Regions from separate parts of the Mus musculus genome. Here region 2 is linked to region 1. The links are chromatin contacts, called in public Hi-C maps. All regions are on one chromosome and are shown on one strand. The core of a region is the stretch at or near the end of the contact, and the rest is flanking DNA. Distances in the headings are between cores, read along the strand shown. Region 1 has its middle 130 kb from the start of Gm30073. Region 2 has its middle 14 kb from the start of Gm30073.

Region 1 (4,445 bases), core at 1,051-3,550:
AAGAGAAGAGAAGAGAAGAGAAGAGAAGAGAAGAGAAGAGAAAAGAAAAGAAAGTTAAAGTTTGGAATAATTCTGCTATGATCTTGCGAATGCCTCTCAAACTTTAGCTACATTTCCTGGGGTAGATTTCATCTCTCCTGAGACTTTTCCAAGGCAGTTAAATAGAACATTAGAAGGTTTATGAGCATGTTAGCACAATTCCATTTAGATTCTGCTCATCATGCTTAAAGAAAAAAGTGGTTGGTGGCTATCATTCTTTTTAATTTTATTTAATTTTTTTTACACATCAGATTTTATCTCCCCTCTGGTCTACCCTCTTACTGTTCCACATCCCATACTTCCCCGCCCCCCACATCTCCACGAGGATGTCCCTACCCCTATCCCCCACCCCCGATCCTCCACCCTGAGGCTTCCAGTCTCTTGAGGGTTAGGTGCATCTTCTCTGACTGAACCCCGACCTGACAGTCTTCTGCTGTATATGTGTTGTGACCTCATATCAGCTGGTGTATGCTGCCTGGCTGATGGTCCAGTGTCTGAGGGATCTCAGGGATTCAGGTTAATTGAGTCTGCTGTTCTTGCTACAGGGTCGTCCTCCTCCTCAGCTTCTTCCAGCTTTTCCCTAATTCAGTCACAGGGATCAGCTGCTTCTGTCTATTGGTTGGGTGTAAATATCTGCATCTGACTCTTTCAGCTGCTTGTTGGGTCCTTCGGAGGGCAGTCATGCTAGGTCCATTTTTGTGAGCACCCCATAGCCTCAGTAATAGTGTCAGGTCTTGGAGCCTTCCCTTGAGCTGGATCCCACTTTGGGCCTGCCACTGGACCTCCTTTTCCTCAGGCTCTTCTCCATTTTTGTCCCTGCAGTTCTTTTGGACAGGCACAATTATGGGTCAGAGTTTTTGACTTTTTCTTTCTTTCCCCTTTCCTTTTTGACTTCCTTTTGTTTTTACTCTGTCACACTTGCTGAAGTGCAATTGTGGCTGGAGCCAAGGTCTCTCATACTTGCTCCCTTGGTGACCTCTTTCTGAAGGCCAAGAAATCATCTACTTTCTACTCTCTGATTTTCCAGCAATCACCATGCTTTGTAGACGTAGCCAGGGTAGATCCTCAAATAAAGATTTTTGTAAAAACAGGATATCAAGGAACATTTCTGCTTTGCTACAAACATAATTCTGAAAGTCACTGTGATATGCACATATGCCTGAAAACCATGAAGCAGGAGGCAATTGTATGTATATTCTCCACATTGCCCCTGTCAGGGTCTAGAACACCATTTTCCAGTTGAGCTATGAGCAGAATAAAAATAATCTCTCTCTCTGCTACCAAACATAGTAGCCACAAGCTCCATGCAGCTACTGACTAAAGAATTTATTTTAATTTAATTTTGACACATCATGACTGGTCATTGCTTATAGTGAAATGACACAGCAGATTGCAGATATAATTCCTGCGTATACATGTTTGTACTGGTGTATCTGAATCGTATGTGAGGATGTGTGTATGTGTGGATATAAGTGTTGATGTCTGAAGACAACTTGGGTGTCATTCCTTGGGCTCTTATCTTTTGGAGGAAGCAGACTCTGTCACTGGCATTGAGTTTGTTAAATAGCCTAGGCTTGTTGGTCGTTGAGTTTCAGATTTCCACGACTCCAAACCTCTAGCACTGGGATTACAAGTGCATTATCACCACACCTGGCTTTTAATATGCAGGTTCCAGAGATTGAATTCAGGTCCTTATGCATTCGAGTGAAAAACACTTTATCATTGGGGTTATCTTCCTGTAGGATATAATTCCCCAAGACAAGAGATAGATCTTCTAACCTTGTCAAAGCGAGGCATGCATGCTCAACTTCTGATCTGATAAATGAGAGCAGCATCTCCGAGATGCGTTGGATCTCAGAGCTAGTAAGGGCATGTGGCTGGGAAGTGATTTATTCTGCTCTTTCTATGATGCTACACCCAGTAGCTTTTCCTTCCTAATGAACGGAATGGCACTATGCTGCCGTGTGATCCTACTCATCTGAAACACAGCAGAGCAGTAATTAACTGCCTGATTTGCAAGTAAAATCTTCATAACCCCTTCTCTCCAGCAAACAAGAAATCTGGCTCTTTTGTCTATGGAAATGGCCTGCTATTTCTTTGCCCCTGAGACATTGGGCCATGACCTCAGAAGAACTGTCCCATATCACAACAAGCTGGTACTTTAGGGCGGCCTCCCATTTCTTCCAGCCAACTTATACCAAAGCGATTTCCCAACACATGTTTATAGATGTGCTCTCCTGAGCTCCACACACAGAGAACCGTTTTCCTTTTGAACAGCTTGTATGGTTACATCTTGTAGTAATTTATCTGTGTGCTGCCTGCCAACTGCTTTGGAGGGAAAACATGTTTGATGCATAACAATAGATCATTTGGGGATAAATCAAATCCTTAATGAAGTCTTGCTTCTCTGCAGCCAGGCCTCTCGCTCAGAGGAGCCTCTCTGGGGCTGTAGTGGCTTAGGAAAGGGAATGTGGGTGCCCCATTCTGTGAAACAAGTAAATTCAGAGACTTGGTTTTCTCCAAGACAAGACTAACAACAGAGCATCCCTGGGGCCCTTCCTCACGGAGGCCGACTGAAACCACTGATGTTGGATTGGAGTCTAGAGCCTGGAGGCTGTTCAGATTAGACCTATGTTTGGAAGAAATGAGAGATCTCTTTTGCCCAAAGCCTCACACTTTCCTTGGAGGGACTCCATGGCCGCCCACACACCCTTGTCTTTCCCAGTTCCTCTAGAGAAAAAGGAAAGTTACAAGGAGATAGAAAGTAAGAAGAGAGGAGAAGAAAGAGAAGGAGAAGACTAGAACCCACAGTCTAAAAGAAAGTAGGGGAGAGGTGTGAGAGAACAGAGGGAAGGCCTTAAGCAAGAAGGATGGGAGGAAGCAAACCAAGCTAGATACCAGCTAAAGCCATATGTACCATAAACACTGTGACTCTGGTTGAACACTTGCCATACACGACATGCCAAGTGCCAGACACCACATGCCAGACTCCTAGGAACCACGTGATATCCAGAGACCTTAAGAAAGCAGTGGCTGGATCCCTGCAAACCTCTTGTGCTGAGACTATGCACCACACAGGTGCTACTAAGGACGATACTCATCTCTTTTCTAAGCACTTCACTCCGAATATCTAGAAGGCCTGAAGTGGAAGGCTGAAAAGGGGGATGGGGGCTGGTGGTGAGGTGGGGGTAGGAAGGCACCATGAGAGAGTCAGAATAACTGATATAAAAATGTTTAATCATATCAGCCTGTCCTCATCTGAGGACATGCATCACCCATAGACATGCTAAAATGCCAAGTAAAACACAGATTATGCTTTGAGCCTGCACTCATGAACTCCCCATGGGAGCCTTGCAGGGGCTGGTATATGTTTTTTGCTGAATTGGGGGTACATTTGAAGCTAAGTTCTGAGATTGTTTTCTAAGGAGAAGAATGAGCTGTGCAAGTGATTTTTCTTGAGTGACTGAGGAACTCTTTCATCAAGTGCTCACCCCCCCCCCCCCCCCCCAGTCTTCTCTGGCTCCCTCTGCCTCCAGGACCAAGTCCAAACCCTCTGTCCTGAAATCCAAGGCCTTCCACAGGCTGGCTCCAGACAGCCTTATCAACAGTGTTTTTCCACCACTCTGCTGCGAGCGATCAATCCCGTGGAGTTCGTTCGTAAGCTTGAAGCCCCTCTCCCCAGACTCCGCAGCTTTTGGAAAGGGGGTCCTGAATCTATAGATTTCTTTTTTAAACTAAGAGGTTCTTGTTCCTCCCACCATCTGTTAAATCTTAGGTTAAAAACAGAAAGGGGTGGGGTTAGCATTGAAGCCCCGCTGCAAGCAAGCTTCGTGGGAACGATTCCAGATTCATGTTGACAACTTCCGTGTCCACCTTTATCCTTCCCACTGTTGGAGAGAGGCGCCTCCCATTCTAGGGGGGGGGGGGGGGGCGCGACAATAAGATGGCTCTGGTGAGTGTGCCTAGAACCGGGTGGAGAGGACTACTGTCACTCTCCCATTGGTCATCCAGTCCCCTTCTCTCCAGTTTTGTCTGTTTCCTCTTTTCATACACATCAACAGTGTCACCATTTGTCCATGACTCCATGTAAATTTCTCTCTCTTATCATTCCTTCTCATTCGCTAAGAACCTGGTTTATTAAGCCACCCCCTTTCCAGTAAAAGACTTTCAGTTTAGTCTCTTTCTCCCAAGGATTCTAAGGATTGGCATATGCATCAATTTCATGTTCTTGTTATGCTACAGTGAAACATGGATTTCTAGACAGAATGTCTTCACCATGAGAAGGTTCTCCAGCTTCTGTCCAGCTTCTTTGCTTATATCAAGGGCACAGTGGAGCAATAAAACAACTACTAAAATAAAGCTCCTGTCTGTGTACCTCCTTAGGTATCATGAATATTTCAGACACC
Region 2 (4,445 bases), core at 737-3,236, 150 kb after region 1:
AAGGTAAGGCCCTATTGCTGAAGACTCTAAGTACTTGGGACACACAACTGGGAGGACCTGAGCTGGATCTGCCCTGAAAGAATACTGGAGGTAATCGTACAAGCTTGAGAGAGGGAAGTAACCTATAGTCCTACCTATCTGTGATTAATGGCTGGCATGACAAGATAGCTCTAAGGGTGCAGTAGGGGATTCACATCTTGGCAGTAACCAACAACTGGACTCAAGGCCAACTCAACCAGGAGAGAAATCATGCCTGGTATTGGAAATCTAACCAACTACCCAGGGCCAGTGAGGTCATGGATCTTAGAAGAACGCCTACTATCTCCACTTTAATAAGCCAACAAAAACCCTAACTATATTCTAATTATTTGTCCTTATATCCACAGAGAAGTATAACTTTCATCCTCATCAAAGAACCTTCCTTCTGCAACAGAGACCATTATAGAGAAGTCAAATGATCAAAATGCATAGGCCAACTGATCGCAAGGTGCATGATCCTACTGGAAACATAGAACATGACTCCTGCCTCTAAAACTCAAAAAGAAAAAGAGAGAAGGGGGGAGGGAGAGGGAGGGAGAAAGAGAGAGAGAGAGAGAAGGGAAGAAGGAAGGGAGGGAGGAAGGGAGGGAGGGAGAGAGAGAGAAAGAGAGAGAGAGAGAGAGAGAGAGAGAGAGAGAGAAAGAGAGAGAGAGAAAGAAAATAATCAAGAAAGAGATGGTGCAGAGATTGTGAGAGCTGGAGAATCTGCTGCACAGTCTTGTGTCCTAGAAGTCATAGGGAAGCTTCACCCAGCATACTACAACTTCCTAAACAAGTCCTGACCAAGAACATCAATAGACATGCTAATGTAGACGGAGGAGATCCCATGGGTCCCCACTCCTACAACACCTAAACACCGTAGAGAGGGGGAGAATTGTCTTCCCCAAGGATGAACCCCCTAAGTGGTCATACAATACTAAGTGGTCAGCCCTAAAATCATATACACACAGCAATGCTAAATGGACTCAGTGGGTCATTTATACATGTATGTATTTATATAAACATACATGACAACAGCAAGTAAAAATAAAGAAGCTATGAATTTGAGATGAAGTGAGGAGGCATGGAACACGGGAGCAGTGAGAAGGAAGAAGGGGAAAGGGGGAAGTTATTTAATGATATTTTAATTAAAAGTTAAGTAAGGAAACAAATTTTAGACTTTCAGACTGTTCAACAGACCTTCCGAGCCTGCTAGCCCTTCATGCATCAGATGGGAAAGAGGGTGGATCTGAGAATGGGCCCGGGAAAAAGTCCTGAGCATTCTCTTTGAGCATACTTCCATCCTCTGCCAACTCTCTGCAGAACTGCCTGAACTATCATTCACTCTTTATGTGAGAAGAAAGTGCAAACCTGCCCAACAAGAAACAGGGAAAGGGGATAATATTTGAAATGTAAATAAAGAAAATATCTAATAAAAACAAAATATTAAAAAATAGCATTGATATGAAAACAAAACAAAACAAGCAAACAAACAAAAACCAAAAGACTAAAGTTCTTGTTCAGACTTTGCCACTTCTTTCCTGGGTGATTTTCATTAAGTTCCTTGACTTCTCTGGATCCCGTTGTTCTTCCCTCACTGGTAAATGGAAAGTGAGAGTCCACAACACCCATCTGGTCACAGAGTCCCCAGTGAATGGTGCCTCAGCCAGCCTCAGCAACAGTGTCAGGCCTGGGCTGCTCCTGCCTCCCACTAGTGTTGGAGGCCTCCACACTAGGATGCCCTGCCAGAGGCTTTGCCCAGCTCCTCACACCACACCAGTCAATCCCCTCTGACACACACACAGACCCTAAATGGTCAGCTGGTCATGCCGCCCTGCCCTAAGCATGCATCTGCCCAGGATCACAGAGATGTCAGGGGAAGCTGCTCTGACTTGGTCTCCAGCACAACCTGACACTGGAATCTCTCTCATCAGGCAGCGGAGGAAACATGTGGGATCAATTAACAGGACCAACCAGGGAAGCAGGCGGCAACTTCATCTGACTTCCATGGGTTTATAGAAAGTGGAATGGAGCAAGCTAGCTTCAGCACAGCACTGCAGGGGGCTTCTTGCTATCCCTGAGCGCTTCAGCACCTAAGCAACCCTCAAGCCTGAGCACTCTGCTTCACCACCAGGGGAGGGATTGATCTCTCTGTGCTTAAAGAGAATGGTAAATAAGAAAGAGACAGCAGGGACCTCAGGGGAGGGACAGACTCAGATGCAGATTTGCAAGGCAGAAACGCAAGTAAGGAAATCGGAAGCAAGGCAAATATGCTAGTCTGTACTCACAGCCTAGCAAAGACAGGAAGAGAGAGGTCTACGTCACTACACAGGATACATGCAGCCATAGGCTGCATACACCCAGGAGCATTTCTTTTCCCACCTATCCTTGCCAACAATTAAGTCTTTGTCCTCACTGGTTAAGTAGCTTTTGCAGTCACAAATTCCCCCAGGGTAATTCAGCAGGGGCTGTGGGGCTGTGGGGGGTCCTGGATTACTTTCCTCTCCTTCTATCAACCATCCTGACCCAGACCTGCAGCATGGAGTTAGCTGTCCCTGAAGGCTCTGTTTGCCTGGCAGGGTATTACACAGGTTGAAAACTACACTGCCTGTGTCCTGTCGTATTGGCAGGTGTCTGCCAAGCACTCATACACACACACACACACACACACACACACACACACACACACATATGGAACATCCTCTGCTTCCTGGGTACATGGTGGCTACTGAGCAAGGAGGATGAGAAGCAGGGTGTCCTCGTTTCTAAAAGGCACTTGAAATGTGCAGCAGCGGCAGGCAGTCTCCCATTTGGCTGGCTGCCAGGCACAGAGAAGGCACTTTTGTGCACCTGGATGCTTTTGATCAAGTGGAATGAATCTCTTCCTCTCCTGGGGAGAAATGTTTATATGCAGGAGTCTTTAGGGATAGTCATGGTGACAGCCTGGTGTGTGTGTGTGTGTGTGTGTGTGTGTGTGTTAATGCCACAATGGACCCATTTAATTTATGCACTTAATATGTACCGATAATTTTTAAAACACATATGAAATGCAGACGCTTAAGACAAGGTTAAATACCACCAGCCCTGGACCCTTGGGGGAGAAAAATCATCTTTGGAAATTCTAATGTGATTCCTGCCTCTCTTCTCAACAGCGCTCCATAGCTCTCTTCCCTGCCAATGTGTGCTTCTGTCATTTTTTACAGCAACTCCTGTTCCCCTCCAAGGGTGATGCTCCAGCTGAGGCTGTCTTGCAGGCTGTCTCTGTGACCCATGCTCTCCAGCATCTAGCCTCTCCTAGGAGCTCCCAAATCCAAACGTGCCCAGTTCGTTACAAACTCTTATGCAAGAGAAAGGATGTGTTCAGGAGACTTTTCCTTGCCCCTCCAGGGTTGAAGAGAGCAAGCCAATGCTATGAAATGTGGCCCACAAAAAGCATCGATTCTCATTTCACATGGGCTTCCAAGAAGAGAAAGCCAAAGGGTTCTTGGAGCTATCCCAGGCCTTGCCTTTATGGGAAAGGGACAGTGGTGGTGTACACCCTTAGGCACATGGCTCTTCCTTTCCTTCTTTATCACGTTTGAAAGGTGGTACAATATGCAGAGCATAACACTTAACCCTTCTGCCCCCTTTAAGTATACAATTTGACAATTTTATTATTCTCACTGTTAGACAACCATCATCACAGCCCCTCCCCTGTTTTTTCCTGCCTATCAAACACTAGCTCTCTATAACTCACCATCTCAGCCCTTGAAACCCATTCTTATAATGTCTTTATCTATGGATTTGGCTAATTCTGTGTTCCACTGAGTGGAAATGATATGATATTTGACGTTTTGTATGTCTGGCTTATTCCTTTGAGTATAATGTCTTCAACAACATATCATGATTCAGAACTGACTTCCCCTAGAAGGCTTTATGATATTCAATCATACATATGTGCAACAGCACTTGGGTTATTTTTATTTATGACAATTGTGAGCAAAGCTTCCATAAATATGGGTGTCCAGTATCTCAAGACTGCTGTCAATGCATTTGGAGTCTCTACCCCACAATGAAAATAATTGACCTTGTGGTAACCCAGTGTTGATGTTCTTGAAAAACAACCTCATTGTTCACTCTTAGCTATACTATTTTAAATCCCACCAGTAGTGGGCTAGATCTCCAGTTTCTATGTATCCTTGCCAATACACGCTTGTTTCTATTGTTTCTCTGTTTGTTTCAAAAACGGGGATTCTCTTTTGTTTCTTATTTCAGTGGGAAGGACTGTTGGATCACCCTACTTTCCTTTGCTTGGCAGGAACATCTGTCTTAACAATGACAGTCAGCTTGAACAATGACAGTCTATACTCAGTATAGACTCTATCTGAATATGTTATATGTATATATACACATGAAATAGATACATATATGCAAATTCAAATGCTTGA

Evidence for each region. A called contact is a pair of places that touch in the nucleus more often than the background predicts.
Region 2: a Hi-C map of uterus shows a contact between it and region 1. The contact joins two enhancer-like sites. A contact is called at or near these places in 4 of 484 Hi-C or Micro-C datasets (bone marrow-derived macrophages, cortical neurons and uterus) and 2 of 115 datasets of contacts at active chromatin or transcription factors (astrocytes and fibro-adipogenic progenitors).

Annotation. Positions count from the first base shown.
Region 1 is chr10:87,664,216-87,668,660 of GRCm38.p6, forward strand. No RefSeq gene overlaps it. Among named protein-coding and RNA genes, the nearest start is that of Gm30073, 130 kb to the right of the region's middle. Within about 2 kb of position 2,301, at least 46 of the 459 cell types and tissues checked have an H3K27ac peak or open chromatin away from gene starts, as enhancers often do. A contact at or near this core is called in cortical neurons and uterus, where this site is marked.
Region 2 is chr10:87,810,590-87,815,034 of GRCm38.p6, forward strand. No RefSeq gene overlaps it. Among named protein-coding and RNA genes, the nearest start is that of Gm30073, 14 kb to the left of the region's middle. Within about 2 kb of position 1,987, at least 53 of the 459 cell types and tissues checked have an H3K27ac peak or open chromatin away from gene starts, as enhancers often do. A contact at or near this core is called in cortical neurons and uterus, where this site is marked.